Regions from separate parts of the Mus musculus genome. Here all the other regions are linked to region 3. The links are chromatin contacts, called in public HiChIP or PLAC-seq and promoter capture Hi-C maps. All regions are on one chromosome and are shown on one strand. Each heading gives the region's core, a stretch centred on a gene start, on an enhancer-like site or on the middle of the called end of the contact. The rest is flanking DNA. Distances are from core to core; before and after follow the strand shown.

What was found. Promoter capture Hi-C pulls out the DNA fragments that hold promoters and counts their contacts. HiChIP or PLAC-seq counts read pairs in DNA pulled down with a chosen protein or histone mark.
Region 1: a contact with region 3 is called in an H3K27ac HiChIP or PLAC-seq map of trophoblast stem cells, with 3 times the contacts expected there. The contact joins the promoter of Src here to the promoter of Tti1 in region 3. A contact is called at or near these places in 5 of 115 datasets of contacts at active chromatin or transcription factors (acute myeloid leukemia, embryonic forebrain, embryonic stem cells and 2 more).
Region 2: a contact with region 3 is called in a promoter capture Hi-C map of liver, with 3 times the contacts expected there. The contact joins the promoter of Manbal here to the promoter of Tti1 in region 3. A contact is called at or near these places in 9 of 39 promoter capture datasets (the 3T3-L1 cell line, the HPC-7 cell line, cranial neural crest and 5 more), 2 of 484 Hi-C or Micro-C datasets (CD4 T cells and embryonic stem cells), 2 of 115 datasets of contacts at active chromatin or transcription factors (the SCID.adh cell line and embryonic stem cells) and 2 of 9 other capture datasets (adipose tissue and liver).
Region 4: an H3K27ac HiChIP or PLAC-seq map of microglia shows a contact between it and region 3, with 6 times the contacts expected there. The contact joins the promoter of Fam83d here to the promoter of Tti1 in region 3. A contact is called at or near these places in 1 of 39 promoter capture datasets (pre-B cells) and 1 of 115 datasets of contacts at active chromatin or transcription factors (microglia).
Region 5: a contact with region 3 is called in a promoter capture Hi-C map of liver, with 3 times the contacts expected there. The contact joins the promoter of Rbl1 here to the promoter of Tti1 in region 3. A contact is called at or near these places in 4 of 39 promoter capture datasets (the 3T3-L1 cell line, cranial neural crest, hippocampal neurons and 1 more), 4 of 115 datasets of contacts at active chromatin or transcription factors (T-cell acute lymphoblastic leukemia, bone marrow-derived macrophages, extraembryonic endoderm stem cells and 1 more) and 3 of 9 other capture datasets (adipose tissue, embryonic stem cells and liver).
Region 6: a contact with region 3 is called in an H3K4me3 HiChIP or PLAC-seq map of embryonic forebrain, with 4 times the contacts expected there. The contact joins the enhancer-like site here to the promoter of Tti1 in region 3. A contact is called at or near these places in 3 of 39 promoter capture datasets (the 3T3-L1 cell line, hippocampal neurons and neural stem cells), 11 of 115 datasets of contacts at active chromatin or transcription factors (the 230-238 cell line, bone marrow-derived macrophages, craniofacial prominence and 6 more) and 1 of 9 other capture datasets (embryonic stem cells).
Region 7: a contact with region 3 is called in an H3K4me3 HiChIP or PLAC-seq map of forebrain, with 6 times the contacts expected there. The contact joins the enhancer-like site here to the promoter of Tti1 in region 3. A contact is called at or near these places in 4 of 39 promoter capture datasets (the 3T3-L1 cell line, cranial neural crest, frontonasal cranial neural crest and 1 more) and 4 of 115 datasets of contacts at active chromatin or transcription factors (bone marrow-derived macrophages, embryonic forebrain, forebrain and 1 more).

What each region holds. Positions count from the first base shown.
Region 1 is chr2:157,422,923-157,425,622 of GRCm38.p6, reverse strand. Src (Rous sarcoma oncogene) reads right to left here and starts at 1,330. Exons shown (of 15, transcript NM_009271.3): 1 at 1,209-1,330.
Region 2 is chr2:157,366,202-157,368,901 of GRCm38.p6, reverse strand. Manbal (mannosidase, beta A, lysosomal-like) reads right to left here and starts at 1,308. Exons shown (of 3, transcript NM_026968.3): 1 at 1,262-1,308.
Region 3 is chr2:158,027,033-158,029,732 of GRCm38.p6, reverse strand. It overlaps Tti1 (TELO2 interacting protein 1), which reads left to right and starts at 1,299. Exons shown (of 8, transcript NM_029282.2): 1 at 1,299-1,359. Rprd1b (regulation of nuclear pre-mRNA domain containing 1B) reads right to left here and starts at 1,236. Exons shown (of 7, transcript NM_001291134.1): 1 at 688-1,236. The coding sequence starts at 838.
Region 4 is chr2:158,766,661-158,769,360 of GRCm38.p6, reverse strand. It overlaps Fam83d (family with sequence similarity 83, member D), which reads right to left and starts at 1,262. Exons shown (of 4, transcript NM_027975.2): 1 at 774-1,262. The coding sequence starts at 1,247.
Region 5 is chr2:157,203,160-157,205,859 of GRCm38.p6, reverse strand. Rbl1 (RB transcriptional corepressor like 1) reads left to right here and starts at 1,326. Exons shown (of 22, transcript NM_011249.2): 1 at 1,326-1,560. The coding sequence starts at 1,405.
Region 6 is chr2:157,327,102-157,329,801 of GRCm38.p6, reverse strand. Ghrh (growth hormone releasing hormone) reads left to right here. Exons shown (of 5, transcript NM_010285.3): 5 at 167-306. The coding sequence ends at 205. Among named protein-coding and RNA genes, the nearest start is that of Ghrh, 18 kb to the left of the region's middle. Within about 2 kb of position 1,396, at least 44 of the 459 cell types and tissues checked have an H3K27ac peak or open chromatin away from gene starts, as enhancers often do. A contact at or near this core is called in differentiating embryonic stem cells, embryonic forebrain, embryonic stem cells and 1 more, where this site is marked.
Region 7 is chr2:157,246,918-157,249,617 of GRCm38.p6, reverse strand. The region is part of intron 8 of Mroh8 (maestro heat-like repeat family member 8); the gene reads left to right. Among named protein-coding and RNA genes, the nearest start is that of Rpn2, 31 kb to the left of the region's middle. Within about 2 kb of position 1,292, at least 31 of the 459 cell types and tissues checked have an H3K27ac peak or open chromatin away from gene starts, as enhancers often do.

The DNA of each region.
Region 1 (2,700 bases), core at 81-2,580, 600 kb after region 3:
TTCCTGTGGTTCTGCAGCTAGCACCAGGGCCTTGAACAAGCTGAGCCTGTGCTCTACCACCGAGCTACCTCACAAGCCAACTGATCGATCCTCCCTGAGAGGACTGAGGCCAAAGGGAACCCTTTGTAGCACGGAGTTACCCGCTTCTGCAGGCAGCTGTGCCACAGGTACCTCAACCATCCTGTGCGAGCGAGCTCCAGGATGGGACTCATTTATTGAGCACGCCCCCCCATATATGCCAAGTCCTGGGCTGCGGAAGTGCAGGGAATAGTCACTGATGTGAATAGTCCAAGGGGCGGTCCCTGGCTCAGGTCACTCAGGAAAACAAGAAACCTAGACACCTGGACTCCATAAGGTTGGAAGAGTCCCCTGCCCCCGCCCCTGCCCCCGCCCCCGTGTCCACCTTGGTAACTAAATCTGACCTATACCCAGATGACCCCAACACCACTTGCCTTCACTGGGCAGTCTGTAAAGCCGGGAAGACCTCAGGGTCCCAGAAGCCTCACACACCTCTGTCCACCTTTCTAATCGGAATGCCTCAAAGGTTTATGGGATGGATACCCAGAGTGAGTCCCCTCTGTTCACCCCACCCTTCAACCAGCCCACCTACCACTGAGGAGGGCCTTGGCTCAGAGAGCTAACTAAGGCACAAGTGGTGGTGGGTCGTAGTAGGGGGCACAAACTCACCTCCAGTACCTGCCTGGGTGGGCAAGCGGACCTGGTGGCGGTAGTGAAACCCCAAAACTTTTGCCAACTTCTGAGTCCATCGGTCGCTGGGCCTGCGCAGGGGCGAGGCTGGGGGTTGGGGGGGATGGGGGGCGAGGACAGGGTGGCCCTGTTTCTTCCAGACCAGCAGCACTAGGCCCTACCCAAGGCCCCAGTGAGACCTAAGGAGGTAGTGTGGCCCTCCAGGTGCCCCTTCCCCAACGCCCACCCCACCCCCACCGCCCACTCCGGGCCGGGGGCGCCAGGCCCAGCAGCCGCGATCGCGGGCGGCGCCGATCGGCCGGGTTTTCAAATGTGGCCTAACCGAGCCAGGGGACTCTGCGGCCGAGGGTCCCCGCGTTCCGGTGCCCCCCGCACCCCGCTCGTCCTCCCCCGCGCATCCCAACAAAAGGCCGCGGCGGGCAGCTCGCGGGCCGCGGCGTAGAGTGGGCAGGGCGGGAGCCCGCAGCAGGGCGCGGGGCCGGCGGGGCGGGGGCGCTCACCTGCACGGCGACCGTGAGCTCCGGACGCGCCCGGGCGGACCCCAGCGGGGCGCGCGGCGCTGGCGGGCAGCGGCCTGGCCGCTCCGGCGGGGCGGCCGGTTGGATTCCGGGCCCGGAGAGACAGACCGAGAGAAAGGGAGGAGGCGGCGGCGGTGGCGGCGGCGGCGGCGAGGGGGAGGGAGCGCGCGGGAGGAGGGGCCGCGGCCGCCGCGAGCCGGAGAAAGGAGGAAGCGCGGACCCGGGCCCCGCCGGCGACCCGGGAGACCTGCTGTGCGAGCCGGGCCCGCGCCTCCCGCACCCAGCCCCCCACCCCCCGCAGCTCCGCCCGCGGGGGCGCCCCCCCAACCCCACGCCACGCGCCGGGCTCGGCCTCCCGGGACCACGTTAGCGTTCAACCCTAGCTACCTGAGCTACGCACCGGTGGCTAGCACTGTCCGGAAACTGAGGCACTGGCCACACCAGCCTTGACCCTGAGTGTCTCTAATCCTCAGAGACTGGAACCGAAGGGACAGGGAAATAGTGAGGGGGAGAGGCAGTATTGTTAAAATGTATCAAAAGGCAAAACAGTGGCTCACTATGTGGCCAAGGCTGGCCTTGAACTTGCGGAGCCTCCAGCCTCTGCCAATGGAGGGCAGGAACTTGCGGGGCCCAGCTCAATTAGGCCAAGCCTAAATTCACTTTCAATGCATAAGGAGACCGTGTGCATCTGCTGGGCAGTGTGCTTGTTGCCAGCCACTGAGGATGACAGAACCAACCGGACAGGAAGTAGAGAAGAAAAATGGGGCAAGCGGGATGAGATGTGGCTTCAGGCTGGTCTCAAAGACCACCAGGTTCTAGCGCTGCCCGTTGGGGGTCCAGGAGCATCCTTGACTCCTCCCGTTCACTCTGGAAAGATGGGCCTGACCATCTATCAACCATCTCCATGTTCCTTCCTTGAAAGTGCTTCCATCTCACAGACAGGGAAACTGAGGTTCATGTGGCACAGGCCTGGGCTTCTGGCAAAGATCCCTCCCAAAGGGCAAGTCCCCCATCATCCTAGATTGTGAGAGGCTCCAGCCCCAGGGTACAGCTATGTCTCCCAGGAGACCAGGAAAGGGCAAAGCTTTGAGTCAGACTGATCTGAGGTCACATCTAGGCCAGGTGCCTCAGGGTGTGTTCTGTCCACTAGCTTCCTGTTCCAGCCCCCTCTGTTGTGAAGAAGGAGTGGGCCAGGCTGAAGATCTGAGGGCCTCACTGACAAGAGCAAGTGGGGCCAGGGTAGCCCACTGTGGCCACGGGGACTGCTCAGGGTTTCTCATGAACAGCGGGCAAACTAGCCAGCCACTCCTGTTCGCAGGGCTTGCTTAAAGATTAACGGCAGTTTCCCAGGGCTCCCCTGGGCAGGCTCTGGCTGGAGGAGCAGGTTTCTCCGCCCTCCTCCATGCCTAAGATTTGTCTAATGGCCTTTACTGGCCACTCTGGGCTGAGGGAGGGGAGGGGAGGGTGGATACTC
Region 2 (2,700 bases), core at 59-2,558, 660 kb after region 3:
CTACTCACAAATTCGATGCCATCTCTATCCTAACTAAGTAAACATTTACTACACACTATGGCTGTAACCTTGGCAATGTGAGGTTCAAAAACAAAACTACCACTTATTGATGTTTCAGCAAAGTTCCCATGGAGCCCTCAAATTTGCTATGCAGCCCAGAACAGTATAGGCATGCTCTGCCCCACCCCCAGACTTAGGATGCAAGGGATAAAAACCAAGGCTTTTACACGCTGGGTAAGCCCTCTTCCAACTCAGCCATATCACCAGCTCTGATTTTTAATTTTGATTTTTTTTTTTTCGAGACAGGGTTTCTCTGTGTAGCTTTGGTTGACTTGGAACTTATTCTGTAGACCAGGCTAGCCTCCAACCCACAGAGCTCCTCCAGGATGGCCAGGGCTGCACAGAGAAACCCTGTCTTGGAAAAACAACAAAAATTTTGTTCTCACCAAATAGCTTAGCAACTTTAGCCTAAGAATCTTCCTTTAAAAAAAAAAAAAAGGCTGTTTAAAATAGCACCTTTTTCAGCAAACCCCAAAGGCTATCATTACTACTCTTGTGCTGATATGAGGGTTACACAGGCAGCTGTCCTACGTGACTAATGAGGGGGTAGCGTATACAGAGGGATACGCCAAGCAAGACGATGACCTACGTGTAAAGCAGGAAGAGGTAAAACTTCATCGTGCTACTATCTTAGGGCCGGGAAGAACAGTTCTGGGGTCTGAACATGGGACTCAAGCACGCTGGGTGAGTCTCCACTACTGAGCTACTCAAAACACACAAATTCAAAGCCATGCGCGGTTTGTTTCTGGAGTCTTCCACTTTCTATTTCCAGGTGTCAGGTCACTGGAACCGCAGACACCGGGGAGGCTATCGCATTCCCCATCCCTTTCTCTGGCAGTTTTCTCTCAAGCACACACTGCAACTAAGCACTGATACGCTCCCGGCCTTCGCATCCTCCGCACAGGCCCAAGGGAGCCTTCTGCGGGGAAGGAAAGTGACCGGGAGAGGAAGATCGAGATGCCCGAGGTAACACAGCCATCCAGGGCACACCCGACAAGCCAAGCCCCGGCTGGTCCCGGCGCAGGGCAGGCTGGGCCCTGGCCCTGCACAACCCTCGCGAGGGCCCCAGTCTCCTCGGAACGCAGACTGCCTTTACAGATAACTGCCCTCCGCAACCCCGGAAGCCGCTGTAACCCGCAACGCCGCCCCGATCCCGCCCGCCGGGAAGCCTCGGCCGGGTTATCCGAGCCTCAATACTTACCTCCCGGAACGCCGCGCCGCCGCACCGGAAGTGATCCCTCGTGACCCGGAAGCGATGTGCTGGGAGCAGCAGCAGATTCCGCTCAGCGGGTTTTACCAGGTCCACCGCTTCCTCGCCGTCTTCCTCCTGCTCTCCCCTAATTAGACACCGAAGGTTGAAGCTTTAATGAATTTTTTATTTGATTTGAGACAGGGTCTCAACAGTGTAGCTCTGACTGGCCTCGAACTGGGGGCAATTCTCCTGATTACAGCCGGTCTCCCCCCAGTTTAGAACTCAGTTCTAAGTCTGAGCCAGAAATCTACAATATAAGGGGTAGGACAAACATTACCATGCTATAATTCAGACAAAAACAAATCACCATAATAAATTAAAAAGAGACCAGTGAACATCTCTGCTTCCATGGAGTTTATAGTCAGTAAGTCACATAATAGATAGGGAATCCTTAATGCGATAAATGTTTGGAAGGCAAAAATCAGCATTGAAATAAGTGCGGCAGACCAGTTAGGAATGGAGTTTAATGGGCAGTGATGTGATTGGTGCCTGATAGTCAAGCCTTCACAGTCTCCCACGCTGACCAATGTGACCCATAGAATTTTGGGGAAATACTGAGCTTGAGTTCCGAGATTAAGACAGAAAAACATTGTGACTTCCTCTTTCCTCGCTCTTGATCATTCCTGGGAAGTCCCGCAGAGTGAGATTCACGTGGGCAGTTATCAAGCCTCCAGCCAACGAACTCAGCTTGGCAGCCAGATAAACTATCTCTAGGTCAGCTGATGTGGCCCTGACCCCTAAATCCTTTAATTATGTGTGCCACGGGTGGGTATTGGTGTGGGTACGGGTGTGGCATATGCACTCACATGCATGTACCTATGGCTGCTGAGGCCAGAGTATATCACGTGTCTTGCTCTATTATAGTCCACCTTATTCCCTTGAGATAGGGAAAGCCGCAGGGATCCCGTATCCATCCTCTCCTCTCCTCTGCCTTGGACTGGCGTTAAAGATGTATGAGTGACCATGCCTGGCTTTTTACTTTGGGTCTTTGAGACCTTCATGTTTAGTCAATAAGCACTCTCACTCACTGAGCCATGCCCAGCCTCAAAATCAATTGTGTAGATGGATTTTGGGTTGTTTGGTTTTTTGTTTTTGTTTTTTCCTTTTTCTTTTCTACTTCTGAGGCAGAATCCTCAAGCGTGCTGCTCCAAACTCCTGCTGCTGTGAGGTCCTCCCAATGGTAGACATAGACGGTCATCGACAACCCAAGCCAAAACAAACTTGCAAAGTTTCTTCTATCGGAGCCTAACAGCAACAAACGAGTAACTAGGGACTGGAGAGAGGCTCAGTGGTTAAGTGTGTCTGCTGCTCTTCCAAAAGAACCTGGGCTTGGTTCCTAGCACCCACATAATGGCACAAAATCCTTTATAACACCAATGTCAGGAAAC
Region 3 (2,700 bases), core at 50-2,549:
AAACTGTTGGGTTCAGTGACAGATAGACTTAACTTCCAGACAGTAGCCAGAAACAACTTGCATCCAACACCGGGCCTGGCAAGAAACAGGTAGCGCTCGGGGAATATCGTGAGAGTCTGAATTTAGTGGCAAGGGCAGAAGGCTACCCAATTTACCATCCTGTTCTCAAGTCTATGGATAGTAACTAACACGGAGTCAAGGCTTTGGAAGTACAGGTAAGTTTGTATCCGTTTTACAGATTAGAATACACCGGCACAAGGATATGAAGAAACGTTCCCAGGATCACTTAGCTAGAACACGTTTGCACCAGGTCTTAATGTGGGCAGTCTGACCAGAGACGGCTGGATCGTATTCCAATTGCCCAACACGGGGCTCCCAGCTCCAAACACAGCCACGATTTAAAACAAAAACAAAAACAACTGTCGTAAGGTGTGAGGGGGAAGCCTGATGAGGGAAGGAGCTGAGTAACTTCAAGTCTGGGCATTTGCGCCCTTGGAACTTCAGACGAATCTCCCATACCTTACCGGGCCTCAGTTTCCCTCTCCAAGTCATAAAATAACACCGTTTCCAACCTCAGACCCTCCATCAGAGCCCCAGGCCTGCAAAACAAGGCTTAAGAAGCCACAGGGCTGCGGGAGAGTGGATGAGGGAACACAGCCATGGGAGAGCCGGGGTGCGGGTGATCACCTTTGCGGAGCTCGCGGTGCCACACGGAGACGATGGGTCCTGCGTGCTTGCGGTGGTGGATGAGCCACAGGGAGAGGGTCTGCACGCTCTGCTGAGAGTTGCTCAGCTCTGAGAGCTTCTTTTCCAGCGCCGATTCTGAGAAGGAGGACATGGTGGCGGTGGTGGGGAGCAGCCCGGGCCGCCCGATGAGACGGGGAAAGCGACCGCACTCGGCCCAGGCCTCCGCTGACAGGCTGCAGGGCTCTCCGCCGACTGACAGACAGCTCGGGGTACCAGGTGGGGGGAGGGGACAGGTCTCCGCAGTAACAGCCGCCCGCGCCGCCGCCACAAGATGGCCACCCGACCTCTCACCCCGCCGCCACGGGGGTCAAAGGGCAAGGGCCACAGCCGGGCGCCGAGAGGCTTCGGAGCCGGAGGAAAACGATCCTTAGGAGGCGGCAGTATCCTTGGTCCCTGACTTCTAGCCGGCCAGGCCGAGGGAACAAATCCAGGTCCTCGAACACCGAAAATGCGCTTTAACCGCTCGCGCCCGCGCGCCGGCGCAGTGAGCCTCACCGGAACCCTTTTTCCCGCTCCGCAGAACCTTTCTGGCGCGGCGCGACGCACTACTTAGTCGTCATTTCCGCCTAGGGTGCAGGAGGCGGGAGAGTGAGGGAAAGACTGGAAGACGAGGTAAGAGTGGCGGGAGTGTAAGGGAGCCCAGCCGCTTAGGAGCGTCCAGAAACGAATCCTTAGGACACACTGAGGCAGGAAGCGCGGGAGCTGGGTGTGGGAAGGGCCGCGTCGCTTTGGTGGCTGGCCTAGGCCACACCTCCCTCCGTGCCTGGGCCCCTCTCCCCAGCGCTCCTCTAGTTCCTTTAAAGACACGAACTCTTGGCAGGGCTCCCCACTTTGGTTCCTGTTCTGACTTCCGAAGTGATACCCCTTTTCTCACCTGGTGGAACTGCGCCGTCTACTGACCTCTACTGAGTCTGGCCCCACACACACACAACTTTTTTTTTGGAGGGGTGTGATGGCTCCAAGTGCTTGCTATGCAAGAATGAGGATTTGTGTTCCCATCATTAAAAAGCCCAAGTTGGTGGGCCAGGTCTGTAACTTCAGTGTTCTGGGGCTGAGACAGGAAGATCGCCGGAGCTTGCTAGATGCCTGCTTAACTCCAGGTTCAGTGAAAGACTCAGTCTCAAAAGAATAAGCTGGAGAGTGATTGAGCGGGACACCTGACGTCCTCTGTGCGTGCACCCCCCCCCCAACACACATACCTACAACTCCCTGACGTTGTTGAACTTATTAGATGTGAGTCCCCTCCCAGCCTAAAAGACATTCCTATAGTTGATGCCTGGTTTTCTTAACTTCTCTGTCCCTAATATACATGCTTTGACCCTTCTTCACCTGGAGTGCATCATGATCATAGCTAGTGTAGTTGAGAAGTTTCTATGTGCTAGACACTTTTCAAAGCTATGAGGTAAGTGTTATCGTCTCACGGTTTAACAACTGAGGAAACAGGTTACAGAGGTGTGGTGATCACATAAGTTTCAAGCTCACAGAGCTAAGATCTGAATGAAGAGAGTGTATCTAAGTGTGTCCCAGCATCTGGAATCAAAGCTGAATTCATAGCTGATTGAATTAACGCACAAGTCAACACCTTATAATGATATAGGGAGGCAGAGGCAGGTGGTTCTCCTGAGGGTTCCAGGCCAGCTTGGTCTGTGCAGTAAATTCCAGACCAGCTTTTAAGACCCCACCTTACAAAAAAGCTCGGGCTTTTGAGACCTCATCTAAATAGTTGCTGAGTACTGAGTAACTCATGTTCTGAGTACCCTTTGTACTAAGTCTATGTATCCAGATGTTACTATTTTAAATGTCAGTCCTTAACAACAGTGCTCTGGCACGGGGATTGCTATCACCATTTGATAATGAGAACACATGAGATTCGAGTGAGTTACCTGTCCAGAGCTGCTTGGGCATAGCCAGGAAATGGCAAAACTAGAATTCAGTCAAGGCCTGACTCAGTCA
Region 4 (2,700 bases), core at 13-2,512, 740 kb before region 3:
TGTAAGTTCCAGGTAAGCCTGGGTTACAGTGACCTTGTCTTGCAGAGAGGAAAACAAAAAACAAAAGACAAAAACAGAACGCAAACTTGCTCCTAGACTTGGTGATGTCAACCTGATCCGCACCCTAACATATAGCGGTGCCAGGCCTACTAAGTCTTGACATGGTCTGAGGCTTTGCCCGTCATGTTCCAGGCAGTCAAAAGGTCTGGGAATGGAGCAGTGTTCACCAGCATGCAAACTTGTAGCCACACCCTCCCAAGTGGAGCCCTTTCTCCCTGATCTATGGCAGGCCAGACTCTATACTCCACCCCAGGCCAATCGGGCAGTCTGACACTAGCTAAGATAAAAACCCATTGTAACCAGTGGCTTATCTAAAGCACAAATATTTGCATTTTGGATCAATGCTACTTGGAACAGTCCCAGGCACTGTGGGTTAAAAATATCTCCCACCAGACTCACTCACAGAAGTGAAAGAGATAAACCGACTGCTCGAATTTATCTGTCTACAACATTAAGAAGCGTGGAAAAGTGGTAATTACAGATCTCCCCATGGTCTCCGGGTATCATCTTTTGGGTAAAACTAAGCTTTTACTTAGCTCCTGAAAGTGAGACCTAATGTCAGCTGACGTCCCTGGAATTCTGCAATCCACTTTGGTTTGAACTAACAGTCGCTCTGTTCCAGGGGTACCAATAACAGAAGTTGGAACTACGACATGACTCAATTTTCAGAAGGCCGATGCTCCTCCCCTACCCGCTGCCAGGGGGCCGCTCACCTCTCGGGCGGAGCGCAACTGCTGGCGCAGCGCATCCTTGCAGCCATACGGGCCTCCGGCGCCCGCGCCGCGGGGCTGGAAATGAGCCTCGACACGCGTGGCACCGCGGTAGGCACCCTGGTAGAAGGAAGGCCAGCCGAGCTCCAACGCCGGCGGTTCCAGGTCCGACTGCTCCGGAAAGTAGGTGCCCGACGAGCATTCGTGAGAGGAGCCGAACGAGTCCTCCGCTACCGCCGCCCCATCCTCGCCCGGCCGCTCGGCAGCGCCCAGAACCTCGCGCACCTCGTCGGCGTTGAGGAAGCGGCCCAGCCGCTCACGCCGTAAGAAGGCGGCCCAGGCGTCGGGACCACCGGCCAGCAGCTGCTCGAGAGCCAGACGCCGCGCCTCGCTGAACAGCTCCGTGGGGTTGGGCGGTCCGCACGGAGACAGGCAGGCCGCGGGAAGGTCGTCCAACAGCTCGAAGCGAGCAGCCATGGCAGTGCCCAGAACCGATCCACTTGTCTACGGTGGTAGTCTGAGTTTTTATAGGCATCTTTGAATCAAACCAGCCCGCTCTATTGGCTCGCCGCCCCGCCCCAGCAATCCCATTGGCTGGATGTCTCCCATGCGTACCAAAGGCTCTGCCCCCTCATTGCTATTGGTTGCTCCTGAGACAGAACCCGCCCACCCTCTGCTCTCACTGCCTGATGGCTGAGCGGAATTTAAATCTGACTTTACCCCGCCCTAGCGGCTCCAGAACCCTGCCAACCCGGGACATAGCCCCGCACTGTCCGAGCACGCCCCCTGCCGAGTGCCCTATAACATGGTGCTTCAAGGACTCGGACTAGGGGTAGGACTTGCTCCTGGACATGCTTATTTTGGTGTGATCAGCCTCATTGCCACTCCACCCTGCATCTAATCATTAACTTATCAATACAGAGAGCAAGTGAGAAGGAGAGAAGGACAGAGGGACGGAGGGAGGGGGAGGGAGAAGGAAGGGAAAAGATGGGGAGGAAGAGAGACAAAGAGACAGAGATAGAGCCTGGAGTGGTGGTTCATCAGTTAAGAGCACTTCCAGAGGATCTGGGTTTAGCACTGTCTCCCCTGGCAACCTCTAACCACCTATAATGCTTCCAGGGAATCTGATGATGCCCTTTCTGGTATCCACGGACACTGTATGCATACGTAGCACACAAACATACACATTAAATAAAAATAAATAAATGTCTTTTTTTCTCAGTGGTGCAGAGCTGGGGGTGGTGGCACACTCCCAGCACATGGGAGGTTAGGGTAGGAGAATCTGGAGTTCGAAGCCATCTTATTCTGTGTCAATCCTAAGAGAGGTCACAGAAGACCTTGCAAACATACACATATATATCTATATACATATACACATACATATATGCTCATACATATACATCTATATACTAATCCACTGTGGTATCTACTTCTTCGCTTAAAGGTCTCTCTCACTCTCTCTCTCTCTCCCTTTCTCATATCTTGTAGCGAAGGATGACCTTGGCTTTCTAACCCCCTGCCTCTACCTCTGTAAACTTAAAACAAACCAGTACTGCTGTGAGGATCTCCTCCCTCTCTTCATCCTTCCCTGGTTCCAGCCTTCTCAGGGAAGTTATTCAAGCCCAAAGGCAAGAGCTTCCTGTGTCCCCACTCTGGCATCCAGGATGCAGAAGACTACCTTCCTCTATCAAATCGAACCAGCTCTTGCATGTAATAAGGACAGGGGCCAGGCCTGAGGCTGTACAGTCACACAGTGTCTTTGCCTCTGTTTCCTGGGTTAAAAGCAAGGATAATCAGAGATCATAATCTATGATCCCATTGAATGACGTAGAGCATTGCTCTCCACTATAAGCTAAAGGAAAAAGCCCAGAGAGGAACATGGGAAGGCCCAGGACAAGTCAGTGGAACAGAGGAAGGGAGCACCCTGGTA
Region 5 (2,700 bases), core at 77-2,576, 820 kb after region 3:
TCAACGATTCCTTCCGATACGTCATGTAAGACAACACTCTACTACCTCCAAACTTGGTAGTCTCCACGAGGCCATACCCGCAGCAGTGGATTTTGTCCAAAACAAATTAATCATCATTAACATGTTAAAATCTCTGCTTTGAGTATACCATGAGGCTTTAGTGGGGCATAGGAACTCCTTCATAACTTGCCTTGACGTCCCTGTTTTCTTCTCTAGTGACTCCTTCATCCAAACAAGGACTACTCTGTAATTTTCAAACACACTGCCCCAAGTCCTTAGTGTAGAAGAGAAATAATCCAAATCAGGGAATACAGTGAAGGCAAACGATTCTATCCTACCATCCAACTCTCTTGGAAGAGCTGATCAATAAGTATGACAATTTCAGATAAGGTACAATGGAGACGATGAAATAGAAGTTAGGTGTCAGCTTATAGATGTACTGCTCAGTAATGGCCTGAGAAGGTTAAAATTAGACTTAAATGATGAAGAGCAAGGTATGCAAAGATATGCACAATAGCATTTTCACACACGGAGAAAAGCCTCCTGCGACTGAGAACTAGCTTGATATTCCCAAGGTTACGAGTTACCTGGTGCATCTGAATGCTATTATTTTTCTGTATTTTAAAGACAAAAAATGATCTCGTGCAGGATTCTGAGTGAAAACGATCAGGTTCTAGTTTAGGTTTTAAAAACACCTTTCAGGTAAGCGCGAGGACCATCTCTATTCCTGAAACGACTATTTACTGGGACAGTTTCCAGAATCCTGGGAGTGAGGCTGAGACCCGTCACCCCAAACCCTTGTCCCTGCATCCCTTTCTGGCGAGATTTGGGAGTCTCTGACGTGGCGCTTCTACGTGAAGAAGCCACTTTCGGCAGCTCCCGCCTCCACCTCCATCGAGGGTCAAAGCTCAGTGAGAGCGGGCTGGAGGCGCGCCGGGGAGCTGACAAACCTAGGGTCCACAGGACAGTGTCATGGAGAAGGCTTCCCACTAGCGTGAACGGACTCGCAGTCCCAAGTCACCCACACCAGGGAACCCGCGGTGGAGAGCGCGGGGCGCGAGCTACAGTCCCGGCAGCCTCAGCACCGGCTCGGATCCTTCCGCCCCGCTCTCTCACGTCCGTCCCCGCGGCCCGGAGCCCCGCAGCTGCCCACCCAGGGCCCGAGCTAGATCTCCGTTAGAGTCCGAGGTCCATCTTCTTATCCCATTCCGGGAGACGGGCTGCTGCGGGCTCCAGAGGAGAAAGGGACTTTTTGAGAAGAAAAGCGGAGGCAGACGATGAAGGGAAGGCGAGCTCAAGAAGGCGATTTTCGCGCGCTTTGTCGCGGGGGGTTGTGGGTAGCTCGCCGGGAGGGAAAAGAAAACCCCGAAGCCGGTCGCGCCGCCCGTCGGGCCGGAGGGGGATATGTTCGAGGACGAGCCCCACGCCGAGGGGGCGGCGGCGGTCGCCGCGGCCAGGGAGGCGCTGCAGGCCCTGTGCCAGGAACTGAACCTGGACGAGGGAAGCGCGGCCGAAGCCCTGGATGACTTCACGGCCATCCGCGGCAACTACAGCCTAGAGGTGAGCGGCGGCAGGTGGGCGGCGGCCCCGACCCTCGCCAGGCCCCACCCCCGGCCCGCCCCCGCCCCAAGCCTATCGGGCGGTGGGAGTTCCCCACCTACGAGGGTCTCCGAGGAGTGCGGGGAGGGAAGGGTGGGTGTAGCTCGGCCAACCCACCCATTTGGATTGAGGCGGGAAACCGAAGATCGGAAAGTGAGCCGCCGGTTCTGCGGGGGTTCCCTAGGCTCCCAACTTTCAAACTTGATTTCTGCGCGCCGCCCAGTGCCCCAAACGGCGCGGTGCTGCCGTTAAATCGATCAGACCTGATCCCGCGGTAAAATGAATTACTCATCGCTGCTCAGCCCTTTGATTATGTCTTCCCCAACTCGTTTGAAACACCACTGGATCCCCATTCCACAGAGGGAGAAAGTGGGGTCGGTAAGAAGTTAATTTAGCGCCCAAGGTGACGCAGTTTGCCATGCAACCTGGTACAGCAGTTTGAGCCCTTTAACTCCTCCATTCTTCCACCTAATCGAGTGTAGCAGTTAGTTCGTTTATACCATGCACTGTAGTTAGATAGATCAAAGTCAGCACACACAAAGCTCTTCTCAGCCCCACGTTCCTCTCTGCCAGGCCGTTGCTCTAACGATTGATGTGGTATCTGGCTCTGAATAAAATAAATGGTGCTTGTTATCATTATTAGGTATTCCCAGTAACACACACACATATGTTAATGATATATATGTGTGTGTGTGTGTGTGTATACATATATATATATATACCCAGGGGGTATCGAGACAGACTATTTCAGCATCTAACTGAGATGTACAAAAGCTTTCATTATACACATGGGCAGGATTCACATATAGGATTCCTCTGACTCAGACTGCCAGCGAAATAATTGCTGGTCAGGGAGTAGGAAATAGGGAGCAACTGTTGTACACATGTCTATACTCCTATGAGAGAAAAGTACCTGAGACTACACACACACACACACACACACACACACACACACATATATAAAATTTGTCTTTACAGCAGGACAGTGACTACTATACCTGTTTTCTTGGTGGTGTTACAGCTCAACATCCTTTTTTTTTTTTTTAGAGAATTAGAGTCACTCTAATATAGAAACCCAGATTGGTCATAAGCTTAGTGTAG
Region 6 (2,700 bases), core at 147-2,646, 700 kb after region 3:
GGGGCAGGGAGTAAGCAGGCCTCTACATGGTGCAGCCATTAGCATCTTTCCAGCCCATGCTTCCTGTCTCTGGGAACCTGGAAGTCCTGCCCCTGCCTGGAACCCCAGTCATCTTGGTGGCTCAGGAGCCCTGGCATCTGGATTGAGTGTCTCTTTCTTTCTGCAGCAGGGATTCCCAAGGATGAAGCCTTCAGCGGACGCTTGAGCCCCCCGAGCCCCAAACACAACTGTACCCTGTTACTTCTGCTTCAGCTCTGACCTTTTCCGTCCTCTGTAAATACAATAAAACCCCCATTCTCATCTGCACTTCAGCTTCCTTTATTGTCAATCTGATTTTTTTTTTTTTTAAAAACATGGCTTATATGGTTATTTCTCCCAAGTAGCATGATGAAATATAATGGTGCAAAACAGCTGGAGCTGGAGAGGCAGCTCAGCTGGTAAGGTTCCTGCTGTGCAAGTAAGCATGAAGATGAAGAGCTCAGATCCCAGCACCCACAGAAAAGCCAGGCATGGGAGTGCGTGCCCGTGGTGGCAGAGATGTGGAGACCAAGTAAGACGGGTCCCTGAGGCTCACTGGCTAATTAGTTTAATCTAGTCTGAGAGTACCGGTGAGAGGTCTCAGAAAAAAAGGTGACTGTCCTTGGCTACATAGTAAATTCCAAGACAGTCTGGGCTACATTGGACACTCTCAAAACAAACAAACAAACAAACAAACAAACAAACAAACCCGAGTAAATTAAGCCTTAAAAAAATTGACAACTGTGAAACCTGGATGACGGGATGTCTGGAATGACTGATTAAAAGTGTAAAAATAACCCCAGCATTTAAAATCGAATGGGACTCCTAGCTCTTGGTTTTCCCAGCCAGCCTAGTTCATTGCCAGCAGGAAAGGGAAGCACGTGGCGCTGCAGCCAGGTCTCCTATCTCCCACCTGCTCCCCCAGAGCCTGGGCAAGCAATGGAAAGCGTGGGAAGTGCTCTGCAGGAGGCCTTTCGGTGGCCGGTGGAGACAATGAGAACAACGGGAACAAAAGCTCCTCTGGAGGAGAAGGCTAGCCCAGGAGGGCAGGCAGAGGCAGGAGGCGGGGAACCTGCCAAGGTCTGGGACAAAGAGGGAGCTGAGCTGAAAGGGAGACTCTCCCCACCTCCCTTCCCGGCCCCACCTGCTCATCTCTTTCCCTGCCCTGTCCCAACAAAGGCGAAAGCTCGGGGCGCTCTCCACTTTCAATTAGTTTTTCAGATGAAATAATGGCCGCTGAGAACCAAGGCTACTTGTGGGTTTTGAGGTGAATACAATTACAGGAGGGCAAATCCATTGCAGCCACCCTGGGCTTTATCTCCATTAACTGGGACGCTAGTGGCCGCTTAAAAGACTTAACTCCTCCCCCTAGAGAAGCTCGCTCCTGAGGGGCCCTACTTAAGACTAAGGGCTACTTTCATTGCACTAAAGATGTTTTCTAATCAATGGAGGACTTGTCCCTTTCATTAAGTTGGCATTCACAGGGAGACTCCCCCCACTGCTCCCTACAACTGACCGTTGGAGGGGCCAGAGGCCACTTACAGTTCCACCAACTGTCAGGTGACTGGTACCAGGTCACACATCCAAGAGGGAGCAAGCCCAGGGCTGTGTGTGTGTGTGTGTGTGTGTGTGTGTAGTATGGGGTGGTGATCGCTCTTGTATTGCTGTAAGGTTTCAGGCCCCTCAGTACTATGAACTGGGACATGAAGTGAGGGCACAGGTCAACCTGGAACAAACCGCATATGGGGCTTCTGGTCACAATGGAGGTGCTCATGATTTATGATGGGCCACACCTGATTGCTACCTGTGAAACCATCATCAAGTCAAACCAACCAGAGAGTCAAAGGGTTGTGCCTGGTGGTTCGTGTTTATAATCCCAACACTGGGGAGACTGAGGCAGAGGGTCATGGGTTCCAGGCCAGCTTGTGCTACCCAGTGGGATCTTGCCTTACCAAATACTTAATAATCCTTAGGAGCGGGGGGGGGGGGGGGGGGAAGGACTCATTGGGGCGTGAAGGCATGAGAACCCCAGGGCCCATAAAAGTCGCCAGGCACTGTGCGGCTTTTACACTCCCAAAAGGAGGGAGGAGGAGATGGGCAGACCTGGGGTCTCGATGGCCAGCCAGCCTAGCCCACTTGGCCAGCTTGGAGTTAAGGTGGTGGAGAGCTGCCCCATGTGGGTGCTGGAAGCTGAATGTGGGAGTCCTCTGTGGGAGCAGTATCTGCTCTTAACCACTTCAGCCCCTCAAAATCCAGGCTTTTAAAATAGAAATTCTCCCAGAAAAGAACATGTGTGTGTGTGTGTGTGTGTGTGTGTGTGCGCGCGCGCTCACGGAGGCCAGGGTTAACTTCAGGCACCATCTGACTGACAGGCACGAGCTCTAGGATCTTGCCTGTCTGTCTTCCAGTGTTGAGATTGCAAGCATACTCAGTGTTTAACTATAGGTACAGGGCTCACCTTTCTAGTCCAATCGTCTCAATGTTGAAATCTAGTTGAAATGTTAACCACCATGGACAAAACAAGATGCTTACAGACCACTGCACAGGTCTGCAACCCTTGGGAGAGGTGAGGTCTACAACTGCAGAATTCCAGATAGAACTATTCCTAGAGTTCGAGAATCTCTTTCCCTTCCCCATCTAAAACCCTCATTTCCTCACCACGGCAAAACCTAGTTAGGCTGG
Region 7 (2,700 bases), core at 43-2,542, 780 kb after region 3:
ATCTTATAGAGGAATTTTTTTAAAAATGTTAAATCTTTTTTTTTAATTAGGTATTTTCCTCATTTACATTTCCAATGCTATCCCAAAAGTCCCCCGTACCCTACCCCCACTCCCCTACCCACCCACTCCCACTTTTTGGCCCTGGCGTTCCCCTGTATTGGGGCATATAAAGTTTGCGTGTCCAGTGGGTCTCTCTTTCCAGTGATGGCCAACTAGGCCATCTTTTGATACATATGCACCTAGAGACAAGAGCTCCGGGGTACTGGTTAGTTCATAATGTTGTTCCACCTATAGGGTTGCAGATCCCTTTAGCTCCTTGGGTACTTTCTTTAGCTCCTCCATTGGGGGTCCTGTGATCCATCCAATAGCTGACTGTGAGCATCCACTTCTGTGTTTGCTAGGCCCCGGCATAGTCTCACAAGAGACAGCTACATCAGGGTCCTTTCAGCAAAATCTTGCTAGTGTATGCAATGGTGTCAGCGTTTGGAGGCTGATTATGGGATGGATCCCTGGATATGGCAGTCTCTAAATGGTCCATCCTTTTGTCTCAGCTCCAAACTTTGTCTCTGTAACTCCTTCCATGGGTGTTTTGTTCCCAATTCTAAGAAGGGGCAAAGTGTCCACACTTTGGTCTTCGTTCTTCTTGAGTTTCATGTGTTTTGCAGATTGTAAATTATATCTTGAGTATTCTAAGTTTCTGGGCTAATATCCACTTATCAATGAGTACATATCATTTGTTTTGTGATTGGGTTACCTCACTCAGGATAATGCCCTCCTTATAGAGGAATTTTATCAATTGATGTTTTCTCCTTTCACATGATTCCAGCTTGTGTTAAGTTGATATAAAACTAGCCAAAACTAGCCAGCACAAGCTAGCTGTGGTGATGCACTCTTTTAAAGGCAGCACTAGGTAGGCAGAGACAAGCTGATCTTTGTGAGTTCAAGACCAGCCTGATCTCCACAGTGAGTTCCAGGACACCCAGGGCTATGTAAAGAGACCCTATCTCAAAACAAAAACAAACAAAAACCCTAAATAAACACACAAAAAATTTAAAACAAACAAACAAACAAACAAACAAACAAACAAACTAGCCAACACAGGGTAGGACTTTGAAGTATGTTAAACAGTACTAGTGATACTGAAGGAGCCTGCAGGCCTGCATGAACTTTGCTTTAGTGTGAGGCCCCACAAGTATCCAAGCCTCTTCTGCCTGAGGTGAGGGAAATGACTCCTTTCTCCTTTGGTAGAAGGTGTCAAGTTCCAAAGAAATCTGAGACAAAGGGCTACCAGTGGTGTCTATTAGCATACCAAAGTGTCTGCTTGGCTTCCTCAGGCCCTGGGGCTCACACCCTGTCCTCTACCCTAAACCTCTCCAGCCCAGGGCCCTCACTTCCCTAACCCCAGCTTCTTGGCTAAAATCTTGGTTCTCTCTGGTCCTTTCTTGGTCCCTTTGCCCCTCACTCCTCTTCCTGTCTCACCCCCTTCCTCCCCTTATGGACAGGTTTAGTCTGGACTCTTCCAGAGCCTCTGGTTGTTCTCTCCCTCTTATCTACAATAAAATCCTCCCTCCGCTGTACCTTAGAGCTGTCATGTCCTCATTTCCTTCAGAGGGGACCTGGCTTTGCAAGTTCCTGAGGAATGCTGGCTTTTTACTAACCACCTGAGAGCCTATGGTCCAGGTCAAGCCTATTTCTGGATATTTGGACTGCCATTTAGAGACTGGGGAATTGGAGCTTTCTTAGGAACTGACACTGTTGTATTTTATAAAAAGAAACCAAGATGTTTGATAGAACCAGGTATGGTGAGATGGGAGGGGTGCCCATGTGGAGCCATCCCTTTCCCCTGAGGTACCAGCCATTCGACAGGTATAGTATAGAGTTTATTTAGGGCGTGGGAAGGGGAGTTTAGAACGGAATAGAGACAGAGAAAGACGGGGGTGGAGTGGGGGGCCGTGGAAGGAGGAGGAAGAAAAGAGGAGAGAGAAGAGAGGCCTAAGGTAGGGGGTGTGGGGGGGAAGAGAGGTAGAAAGGGGTCAGAGAGAGAAGGGGCAGAGAGAGAGAGAGAGAGAAAACAGTCCCTTTTATAGGAAGCCAGGTAGCTGTTGGGTGGAGCCAAAAAGGAATGCTATTAGATAGAGTTTGCATCCTTTTCTGTGAGCCTTTATTCTCACTGGGGATCCCACTCCCCCCCACCCCCACCCCCGAGTTTCTCTATGTAGCCTTGGCTGTCCTGGAACTCCCTCTGTAGACCAGGCTGGCCTCAGATTCAGAAATCCACCTGTCTCTGCCTCCCAAGTGCTAGGATTAAAGGCGTGCGCCAGCACTGTCCAGCAGGATCCCACTTTTTAATCTTCAGTTTCTCTGTTTCAGTATCCCACTTCTCAGTTGTTGTCAATCCTCTGCCATAACTTCTAAAAAGAACACCCCACTCACCCCACCCCACCCCCTTCCACAAACTGTGACCACCTTTCTGTGTCTGTTGCCTCTTCCTTCTGCAAAGTAGTGTCTCTTCTTCTGGACAGGTCTTGCAGCCGCTGGGGCTTCCCCCACTCTCCATCATTTCTCTAAACTGTGTATTACTTAAGCTTTCCTGGGCAGAGATGAAGAAGCAGACAGAGCAGAGTGAACCGTGCTAGCTTTATTACAGAGTGTGGGTGACGGCAAGCAGCCCTCTCACCAGTGTCTTGCCCCAGCGTGATG